2 separate regions of the Sus scrofa genome follow, and region 2 is linked to region 1. A link is a contact called in public HiChIP or PLAC-seq data. All regions are on one chromosome and are shown on one strand. The core of a region is the stretch at or near the end of the contact, and the rest is flanking DNA. Distances in the headings are between cores, read along the strand shown. Region 1 holds the start of FBP2 (fructose-bisphosphatase 2). Region 2 holds the start of ISCA1 (iron-sulfur cluster assembly 1 homolog, mitochondrial).

What was found. HiChIP or PLAC-seq counts read pairs in DNA pulled down with a chosen protein or histone mark.
Region 2: a contact with region 1 is called in an H3K27ac HiChIP or PLAC-seq map of skeletal muscle, with 4 times the contacts expected there. The contact joins the promoter of ISCA1 here to the promoter of FBP2 in region 1. A contact is called at or near these places in 2 of 2 datasets of contacts at active chromatin or transcription factors (alveolar macrophages and skeletal muscle).

Annotation. Positions count from the first base shown.
Region 1 is chr10:27,629,270-27,634,274 of Sscrofa11.1, forward strand. It overlaps FBP2 (fructose-bisphosphatase 2), which reads left to right and starts at 2,564. Exons shown (of 7, transcript NM_001167632.2): 1 at 2,564-2,827. The coding sequence starts at 2,769.
Region 2 is chr10:29,063,834-29,068,793 of Sscrofa11.1, forward strand. ISCA1 (iron-sulfur cluster assembly 1 homolog, mitochondrial) reads left to right here and starts at 2,302. Exons shown (of 4, transcript XM_003357702.4): 1 at 2,302-2,508. The coding sequence starts at 2,350. It overlaps LOC102160368 (a long non-coding RNA gene), which reads right to left and starts at 2,278. Exons shown (of 2, transcript XR_001304283.2): 1 at 2,072-2,278; 2 at 1-1,881.

The sequences.
Region 1 (5,005 bases), core at 1,314-3,813:
TGACCACACACAAGAATGAGGTATGTTACTATATATTGACATGGCTACTTTTTTGTGGCAGACACTTTAGATTGATTGATTCAATACCAGTGCCCAGCTCTTGCAGCAAAGGATCACTGTGTGTTATAAAGGTAGACAATGCTACACAAGTTGAAGGCTACTTGGGTGGGGAGTAGCCTTATACAAAGATCGTGAGGAATTATTTCTTTCCTGATAAAAAGGAACTGATGTAGTTGGAGCTGCCCTTCTCCACTCTTTTTTTTTTTTTTTTTTTTTTTTTTTAAGGGCCATGCTCGAGTCATATGGAGGTTCCCAGGCTAGAGGTCTAATCTGAGCCGCAGCTGCTGGCCTACACCACAGCCACAGCAACACGGGATCTGAGCCGCATCTGTGACCTCACGGGCAATGCCAGATCTTTCACCCACTGAGCAAGGCCAGGGATCAAACCCGTATCCTCATGGATAGTAATCTGAACCACAATGGGAACTCCCCTTCTCTTTGGATCTTCAGTGTAGCCTAGATGTTCAGACTTGCACTGGCCATTTGGTGCCAAGAGATGACACACTTGGAGGCAAAAGCCAATTGACCAAGGATTACAGAGAAGAAAGAGAGTTTCCTTTGCACAGCTAAACGAATACCAACAGCCGCCTTGGAGTGAACTTACCAGGAAACATGAGAAAAATAAACTCCCTGTATTTAAATCACTCTTGGTTTTCCATTATTTGCAGCACAACACATTCTGATTGAAATAACTATCAAAGAAAAAAAAATCAGATTATAGAGCAATGGGTATATTTTCCTATTTTGTAAAATGAAATTGTGTGTATATACATATAGGCATATATGCATCAAAAAATCCAGAAGGAGAATAACTAACAGGTATTCAGCACCTATTATGTGACCGGTATATCTTACCACTTTAATCTTCATAACCGCTCTGTAAGGTAGAAGTTTTATTGTTACCGACGTTTACAAGTCAGGAAAGTGAGGTTTCAGGAGCTTTTCGAATTGTACACAGGTCTCTCTGCCCCTGGAGAAACTGCTGGGACCACCCTGTGCAGACCCGCCAGAGGTGCCTATTACCAACTCAAACCCACCACCACCAGCAGCTCTGATGCAGTTATTTCTAGGGAGCGTGTTGGAGGATGGGCTCTGTAGGGCTTTTTGTTCAACAAGCACCTATTTTTTTTCATTATAAAAATTGAAGTTCCTATCGTGGCGCAGTGGAAATGAATCCGACTAGTAACCATGAGGTTGCGGCTTCAAACCCTGGCCTCCTTCGATGGGTGAAGGATCCTGCGTTGCTGTGGCTGTGGTGTGGGCCAGCAGCTGTAGCTCTGATTTGATTCCTAGCCTGGGAACCTCATATGCTGCAATTGCAGCCCTAAAAGGGAAAAGTTAAAAAAAAAAATGCAGGCATTCTCATTGTTGCTCAGTGGGTTGGTTAAGAACCCAACTAGTATCTAATGAGGATGTGGGTTTGATCCCTGGCCTCAGTGGGTTAAGGATCTGATGTTGTCGTGAACTGTGGTGTAAATGTGTGTAGACCACAGACGCAGCTTGGATCTGGTGTTGATGTGGCTGTGGCATAGGCTGGGAGTTGGAACCCCAACTGGACCCCTAGCCTGGGAATTTCTGCACGCTGCAGGTGCAGCCCTAAAAAGAAAAGGAAAAAAAAAAAAATGCAAGTCCGGAGAAATTGAAAGGATAAAGAATTGATAAAATAACCCTGGTGCTAGGCATTGTGCTAGGAATAGAATTTATTTTCTTCCAGATTTGAATATCTATTATAAATATCCATCTAAAATAAATTTTTTGTTGGAAATAAAAAGCATTTTTTTTTCTTTTTAGGGCTGCACCTGTGGCATATGGAAGTTCCCAGGCTAGGGGTCGAATCGGAGCTGCAACTCTCAGTCTACACCACAGCCACGGCAACGCCAGATCCAAGCCATGTCTGCAACCTACATCACGAGTCACGGCATCACTGGATCCTTAACCCACTGAACGAAGCCATGGTTCAAACCTACATCTTCATGGATACTAGTCAGGTTTGTTACTGCTGAGCCACAACAGGAAATCCATAAAAAGCGTACTTTTTATTGGAAATAAAAAGCATCCCTTTCAAACATGTGAGAGAACCCTGGCTAAGAGGTGCCAGGATTGCCACTATTTTGTTATGTGACCTATTCCCCAGATAAGGTATCTGCCAATCTGTGTCTGTGATGAAAGGGAAGGAGGCACCGCAGCGGAGATACAAGAAGAATCCTTTGGAGCCCTTGAATAACAGGGTTTTAGGGACCCTTGTTTTCCGCAGATGAATTTCCCATCTCCTACCTGCTACTAAATGGTTGCTTCTTAGGATCTTTAAAGAAGAAGCTTCATCAAGAAAAAGTAGGTCTGTGGTTCCGGGTTGCCTGTTCTATTTACAGCTTGCTTAAGGGCTCTGGCAGCCTTCAGATGAGCCAGGCCAGAGAGGTTTCCTTGAGGGCTTGCCCAGTTATCTCAACCACGTGGGTGGTGGCACTTCCCCCTTAAAGGTCCTGGCCCAGCTAGGACAGACTCATAATCAGCTCTGATTCAGCGGCGGACGGATCAGTCCTTACAGATAAGGCTTTGCTTCTGCAGGTAGACAAGGACTTGAAGCATTCCCTAGCATCATGGGGGACAGAAGCCCCTTCGAAACAGATATGCTCACCCTGACCCGCTATGTTATGGAAAAGGGCCGGCAGGCCAAAGGCACCGGGGAGCTCACGCAGCTGCTCAACTCCATGCTGACGGCCATCAAAGCCATCTCCTCTGCCGTGCGCAAGGCCGGCCTGGCCAACCTGTGAGTCCCATCCAGGCCGGGGGTGGGGGTGGGGTGGGGGCAGGGCTGCAGGTGTTGGGGCTGGATACCCTCAGGTCAAAAGCTATTAGCCTGTGTGCCCTGGCGGGGGGTGGAGGGGTGGGGTGTTGGAGCGAGTTGCCTTGAAAGATTCTTCCAGGGGTGCGTTGATAAAAGGGACTTTGCCTTGTGTCACGGAAGGAACAGGAGTTCCGTTGTGGCTCAGAGGGAACAAATCCAACTAGTATCCATGAGGATGTGGGTTCGATCCCTGGCCTCGCGCAGTGGATTAAGGATGCGGCATTGCTGTGGCTGTGGTGGAGGCCGGCAGCTACAACTCCGATTTGACCCCGAATGTGGGAACTTCCATATGCCAAAGGTGCAGCCCTAAAAAGAAAAAAAAAAAAAAAAAGAAGAAGAACAAAATACTTGGAGACACGCTATGGAGAAAAATATATATGATTTTTCCAGCTGCCACGTATTGTAATGATAACAAGCTCAGGGCCTTGTTCCACTAAAACCTACCCTGAGTTATGGGGACTTGCGTTTGCATTCTCCCTGGCACAAAGCGACTGCCAGGAGACTTGAGATGGCTCTTTAATGCCTTTGCAGATATGAGCCCTTTATTGTCTTGCCCTTTGCCTACAGTCGTTGGCAGCTAGAAATCATTTACCAAATGACTCCCTGCAACCCAAGCTCCTTCTCCCTTCTTACCATCAAAAGGAGTCTTTTGCTTTTAAAAACAATTTGTTATTTCTTCTCTGGGACTTAATCTCCTCTCCACTTGGTGTGCGGGAACCTGGGAGGTGCAGGGGGCCAAGGAGGAGGGAACTCAGAGCATTTTGAGCTCTTGGTGCTTTATCCAAACCCAGATCGGCAGCCAAGTTCATGCTACGGCTGCTGATCCTCACAGTCAAGGGTCTAGTTTAAGTCTATGATGAAAAGAAGCAAGTCTTGGAGTTCTTGTCATGGCTCAGTAGAAACGAATCTGACTAGCATCCATGAGCACAGAGGTTTGATCCCTGGCATCGCTCAGTGGGTTAAGGATCCGACGTTGCCGTGAGCTGCAGTGTAGGTCGAAGATGCGGCTTGGATCCCACGTTGCTGTGGCTGTGGTGTAGGCTGGCAGCGGTAGCTCCAATTCGACCCCTAGCCTGGGAACCTCCATATGCTGTGGGTGCGGCCCTAAAAAGACAAAAAAAAAAAAAAAAAAAAAAGCAAGTCTTTCTTTGGGGCTTCCATTTTCCTGGTAGCAATTCCAGTTTGAGGTCCTCTCAGAAGTTAGCAGGACCCATTATGATCATCATCATTACAAAATGAAGAAATATCAAAGTCCAATAATTAAAATATTTATTCTTAACAACTTAGGACTTTTAATGGAAAAAAAAGTGATAATTACAGAATTTACCTGTATAAAGTTTTGTGACCCAGTGGTGGAATCCAAATTAAGGGTGATTAGGACTGGATTTTCCTTTGTGCATTGCTATACCTGTATTAGTGTTTGGCAAAATGGCCAACTCTCTTTTTTTTTTTTTTTTTTTGCTTTTTAGGGCTGCACCTGAAGCATATGTTCCCAACTAGGGGTCCAATAGCTGCTGGCCTACACCACAGCCACAGCAACATTGGATCCTTAACCCACTGAGCAAGGCCAGGGATCAAACCTGCATCCTCATGGATACTAGTCGGATTTGTTTTTGCTGAACCACAACGGGGAGTGCTGTCTATTTTTAAGAACCTTCATGAACCTGAGGTATAGCCCTTGCCTCTGTTATGCTCCCACCAGGAGGCGGTGAGCCTTGTGCATGCAGGAGTTTTGATGGACGGCCTGCTGACCTCTCAGTGTCATCCACACCCATGATGGGCTCCTCAATGCAGCAGACTCAGCAGAGCAGGGGCTGGTTTGATGGGCTTGTGTTAACCGCTGTAGAGCTCTGGCTTTGTGGCCTCAGTGTGTCCTGTGGAAGTGGACTCAGGAATTGGAGAATTCAGGTGCTCCAGTGACTTGGTTTTTCATGCCAGGTGATGGAGCCTGTTCCCCCATTTATAAAGCAGACTGAGTATGAATAGTCCCTAACTCGTAGGGCTGTTGTAAAGCTTAGTAAGTCCATGTGATGAATGATGTTTTGACAGTGCCAACCCCATAATAAATGCTCAGTAAATGCACCACTTACTATACATTCA
Region 2 (4,960 bases), core at 1,052-3,551, 1.4 Mb after region 1:
CAGAGCTGTAGCCTCCGGCCTACGCCAGAGCCACAGCAACGTGGAATCCAAGCCGCGTCTGCAACCTACACCACAGCTCACGGCAATGCCGGATAGTTAACCCACTGAGCAAGGGCAGGGACCGAACCCACAACCTCATGGTTCCTAATCGGATTTGTTAACCAATGCACCATGACGGGAACTCCAGTAGTAGATTTTTAAAACTGTCCAATTCAGCACTATACTGAAAGGCTTGAGTTTAAGCATCATTTATGAAGTGGGGATGGGATTTTTTTGGCCATGCCCACAGCAGTCCAGGGATTGAACTTGAACCTCATCAGTGACAACACCAAATCCTTAACCACTAGGCCACCAGGGAACTCCTAAGCATCATTTATAAAATAGTTATGCCAATGCTACTGCTCTGTGTGGCTCAAAGTTGTGAGGCTCCCATGAGATAATGTACTCAAAGGTTCTGAAACCCAGTAAAGTGCTGCACAACTACATAACATTTTTTTCAGTAACTGATAAAAAATGATATATAGCATCTTTTTTACATTTTTATTAATGAATTCTTTTAGGGCAGTTTTACGTTCACAGCAGAATTAGGCAGAAAGTAGAGTTTCCTTATGCCCTGCAGTGCACCAATCTCCACCACCGTCCACATCCGGCACCAGAGTGGGACATGTGTTACAATCTATGAATCTCTACATGGACACATCATTATCACCCAAGTCCACTGTTTACATTCAGATTCATTCCTGGTATAGCACATTCTACTGATTTGGACAAATGCATAATGACATTGTACCATACAGAGTGTTTACACAATTTTATGGCATCTCTAAATATCCATTAACGGGAGTTCCTGTTGTGCTCAGTGGCAAGAAGATGCGGGTTCTACCCCTGGCCTGGCACAGTGGGTTAAGGATCCATTCTTGCCTTGAGCTGTGGTCACAGACATGGCTGGGATCCAGCATTGCTGTGGCTGCAGCCTAGGCTGGCAGCTGCAGGTCTAATTTGACCCCTAGCCTGGGAACTTCCATATGCCACAGGTAAGGCCCTAAAAAAAAAAGCAAAAAAAAAATTATCCATTAATAATTAGTAGTGGTGTTTAATCTGCACCACATCTGTAGGAGGAAGAGCAGGAGAAAAATGCCCTATACCAGATCAACCAGCTAGTTAAAGATGAAGCCGAGAGACATACCACACTACCGTCGCCTAATCCCAGTTTCCTCTGTGCACCGTGGGGCCTGGGGAAATAACCATTCTCTTAATGTCAGTGTGATTGCATTTCAACAGCAGAGAGACAAGTGATGTAACGAAATCTAACTACAATCCTGTAGGCTCCAAGGGGCCTAAAACACTAAGCTCCTCTTGTAGGAGGTTGGGGATAGTCATTGGCCTAGCCCCACCCCGCCCGCCCCCGGCCGGGCATTAAAAAAACACTTCACTGATTAGTTCTTTCCTTATCAAAACAGAACTGGAATTCCTCCCCAGCACCACTCCACAGAACCTCCTCCCTTTCCCCCTTACCTCTAGCGCTTCCAGGAGAAATGCCACCTTTCCTCATGGTCTCCCATCTTACCCCCCTGCTGCACTTCTATCCTACCAGGATCTCATTCTCCAAACCCTCTATTTACCAGGCTTCCTGTGTATGCCCGGGTATACTGCAGGCTGCACAGTGCATGCGACTCAGGAATATTTGCTGAATCAAAAGGCAGAAGCACCTGAGTACCCAAGATCTAACAAGCAACATGTATTCAATCTAGCTATTGACTGGTACTTGCTATAAAAGTATTACCAGAGCTGCCCGGTCACATCTCAGAGTAAGACTGTGTTCCAAATTCAGCACCCGAAGAGAACACTGCGTTAGTACCGTCTTTCAACGTCCCAAACAGCCTGTGGAAAGAGGGAGGGGAGAAGGAGAGGTTGTTTATCGAGAATCTGCGGTAATTCTACGCCCTTAATAACTCCCTAGCTGGACCAAAAAGGAAGACAGACGTGTACTACGTCTGGGCCTCGGAACCACTCTGTCCTTGAGAGCACCAGCCGGTGGACTTATTTGCGTTCTTAAGCGGCAGCGCCGCACCTTGCTCCGCAGGCAGGTAATGGAACTACGCGCTTTCACAGTCCACAAGTCGGAGCTAACTCCACATGCCCTAATCTGCACGGAGACAGCGCACTGAGACCTTGCGCAGAGGGACGACCTTTCCCTCGCCCCCTGCGCCCCCACATCACGTGACCACTGCCCGGGCGTCCGGCCCCGCCCTCCGGCCATCACTCACGCGGCCCGCCCAATGGCCACGGCGAGGGCGGGCCCGCGCAGGGCGGGGCCTCGGCCACCGTGCGCCGGAGCCTGTGGCGTCAATGCGCCAGCCGTGTCCATGGAGAGAGGCTGAGGTGGCCGAGCTCCGGCCCAGGTACCGGGTCGCCGGGACGGCGAAGATGTCCGCTTCGTTAGTCCGGGCCACTGTCCGGGCTGTGAGCAAGAGGAAGCTGCAGCCCACCCGGGCCGCCCTCACCCTGGTGAGTGGCCAGGACGCGCGGTCGGGCCCGTGACTTTGGTTCCCCTCTGCCCCCGCGAGGGGGGTGGCGGGGCACGGCCGGCCGACGTTGCCCTGGTCCCCCTCTGCAGCCGCCGCTTCGCCGCCCCCTCCCTTCGGAACTCGTCCCTGCTGGGGAGATAAACAGGCGCGGGAGGGGCTGCTCCGCGGGAGCCGGGAGCCCGGGAACTACGTTTCCCAGCAGGCCGTGCGCCGCCGCGTAGAGGGGGGAGGGGGCGCGAGCTAGGCGCCCAGCAGTCAGCCGCGGTGTTCTTGGAGCCTGGGGCAGCGGAGGTCTTGTAGGGGCTAGGGTGTAGGTTATTTAGAGATCTGTGTGTCAGGTGCCGGGGTTAGCTGGATGAATGAACCTGGGTAGCTGTCCTTGAGGCGCTTGGGGAGAACCTTGGCTAGCCGAAGTGTGAGTGCGTGAGCGCCGGTGAGAGCGCAGAGGTGACAAAGCCCACGCTCTGGCGAAATCAAGACTGCAGTGCATAAAGGGTTACTTCCTGGTGTCTACGGTGGAAGAGAGTTTTTGAAACGCACTCTCTGCTTCCAGCGGTGTTGGGCCGTGGTCACGTCTTAAAAGGGACAAAGAAGGATACATTTCCGCCCAGAGTGAGTTTATAGTGTTTTTTGGGTGAAGGGTCAAACATTCAAAGGGCACCAGCATACGCGCTGCAGATAAAGAATTTACTACGCGTGCTGGATCATCGGCGTACTGCGCCGTGTTTTTTTCTTTTTCTTTTTTTTTTTAAGCTAAGGGAACATTCACATAAAATGTACCATTTTAAAGCGTTCGATTTGGTGGCATTTAGTACATTCGCAGTATTTTGCCCCCGTCGCTTCTACGTAGTTCCGAAACATCTGTACCCGAAGGAAAACCCCAGTGTCCATTAACCAGTCACTATTTGCGTTTTGAAAGATTTATTTCATAGGAAAGCTAATGATCAGTTCAACATTCTTTTCACACACACACCCCACTCCTGATTAAGGAGAAGCTTTTGTGTAAGCACTCCAGTTCCTAAAGACCGGAAAACAAATTATATTGAATCATAGATTCTGTTTCATCTAATGCCACAAGAAAGTCTGTTGCCAGAAAATTAGTTGTAGCAAAGCAGAAGAAAGTCGTGATCAGGTGGGCGAATTTATTTTTATGGTGGCTCACTGTTTTAGGTCCATAAGGAAGTTATACTGTTTGTATATGATATTCTACATTCCTTTTTTCTGTACCACCAAGCCTGCTTCATGTCATGAAAGATCATCAAATCTTAGAATTTTCCAAGGTCTTGAAATAAGAACTAGTTGGCACTACTCCTAGTTTGTGTCTCCTTTCAGTCACAGTTAAAAGATTTCTGAATCAAAAGAATTCTACCAGTTCTAGTAATGGTAGTGCCAGGAAGAGTCAGAAAGTGTGGCGACACTTTTTTTGCCTTTTCTTTCTCCACCATTTGGCGTGTTACCTGTTTCTTCAAAATTTCTGAGTTCCACAGTTGCCCTTGTGGCTCATCGGTAACAAACCTGGTTATCCATGAGAACGCGGGTTCCATCCCGGATCCATGGGTTAAGGATCCAGTGTTGCCATGAGCTGTGGTGTAGGTTCCAGACACGGCTGGGATCCTGCGTCACTGTGACTGTGGCTAGGCCGGCAGCTGCAGCTCTGATTCAACCCCTGGACTAGAAACTTCCACATGCCATGGATGTGGCCCTAAAAGGCAAAAAAAAAAAAAAAAAAAAAAATTCTTGAGTTCCTTCTCTCCATTCCTACTTAGTCATCAGACATTTAAGGCCCAGATTTCCCACCTTCCTGGGGCCCACCTTTGACGCCTCTAGAAGTTACTAGGAATAACAACCCAGCCCACATTCTCACTTGCTCCTTTATGCTTTGTTATTTGTTGCAGTTTACCAGGCCAGTTCTGCTACCAGCACTGCTTTATCATATCAGTTTTTATAATTGCCTTAGATTAACGTGCAGGAGTCCATTGTCTGAATTTATCCTACATAACTGTCTAGCTGACTTTATGAGCCCCTTTCCCTGTGATCTTAGAAGCTGGTGCCAAAGCATGGCCCTCTTGCTTTCTACCAAAGGTCTGTGGTAGCAGGCTTGCTGTCATTTTAATCCTGGCCTATGTTCCCTAGTCTTAACACAAGTGTTTTTGCAAACATTTAAGCCCCCCATGTTCACTTAAGTGCAAAAGCATTGAAAGCATCAAAGGACTATTGAGCGAAGACAGATGAGAGCAAATGAAACTAGAGAGAGTTCAATAAAATGGGTAAGAAGAGACAAATGTTCAAATATATAAATTTTTAAATAAGGAATCTGACTTGTTGCAACCTTTGAGAAGGGCTGTAACTGGGTCATCTACCAGAGGTCAGCAAGAGGCTAGGGAAAGGAAATGATGAAGTAAAAGCATGATTCCACATTGTCAGCACCAAAA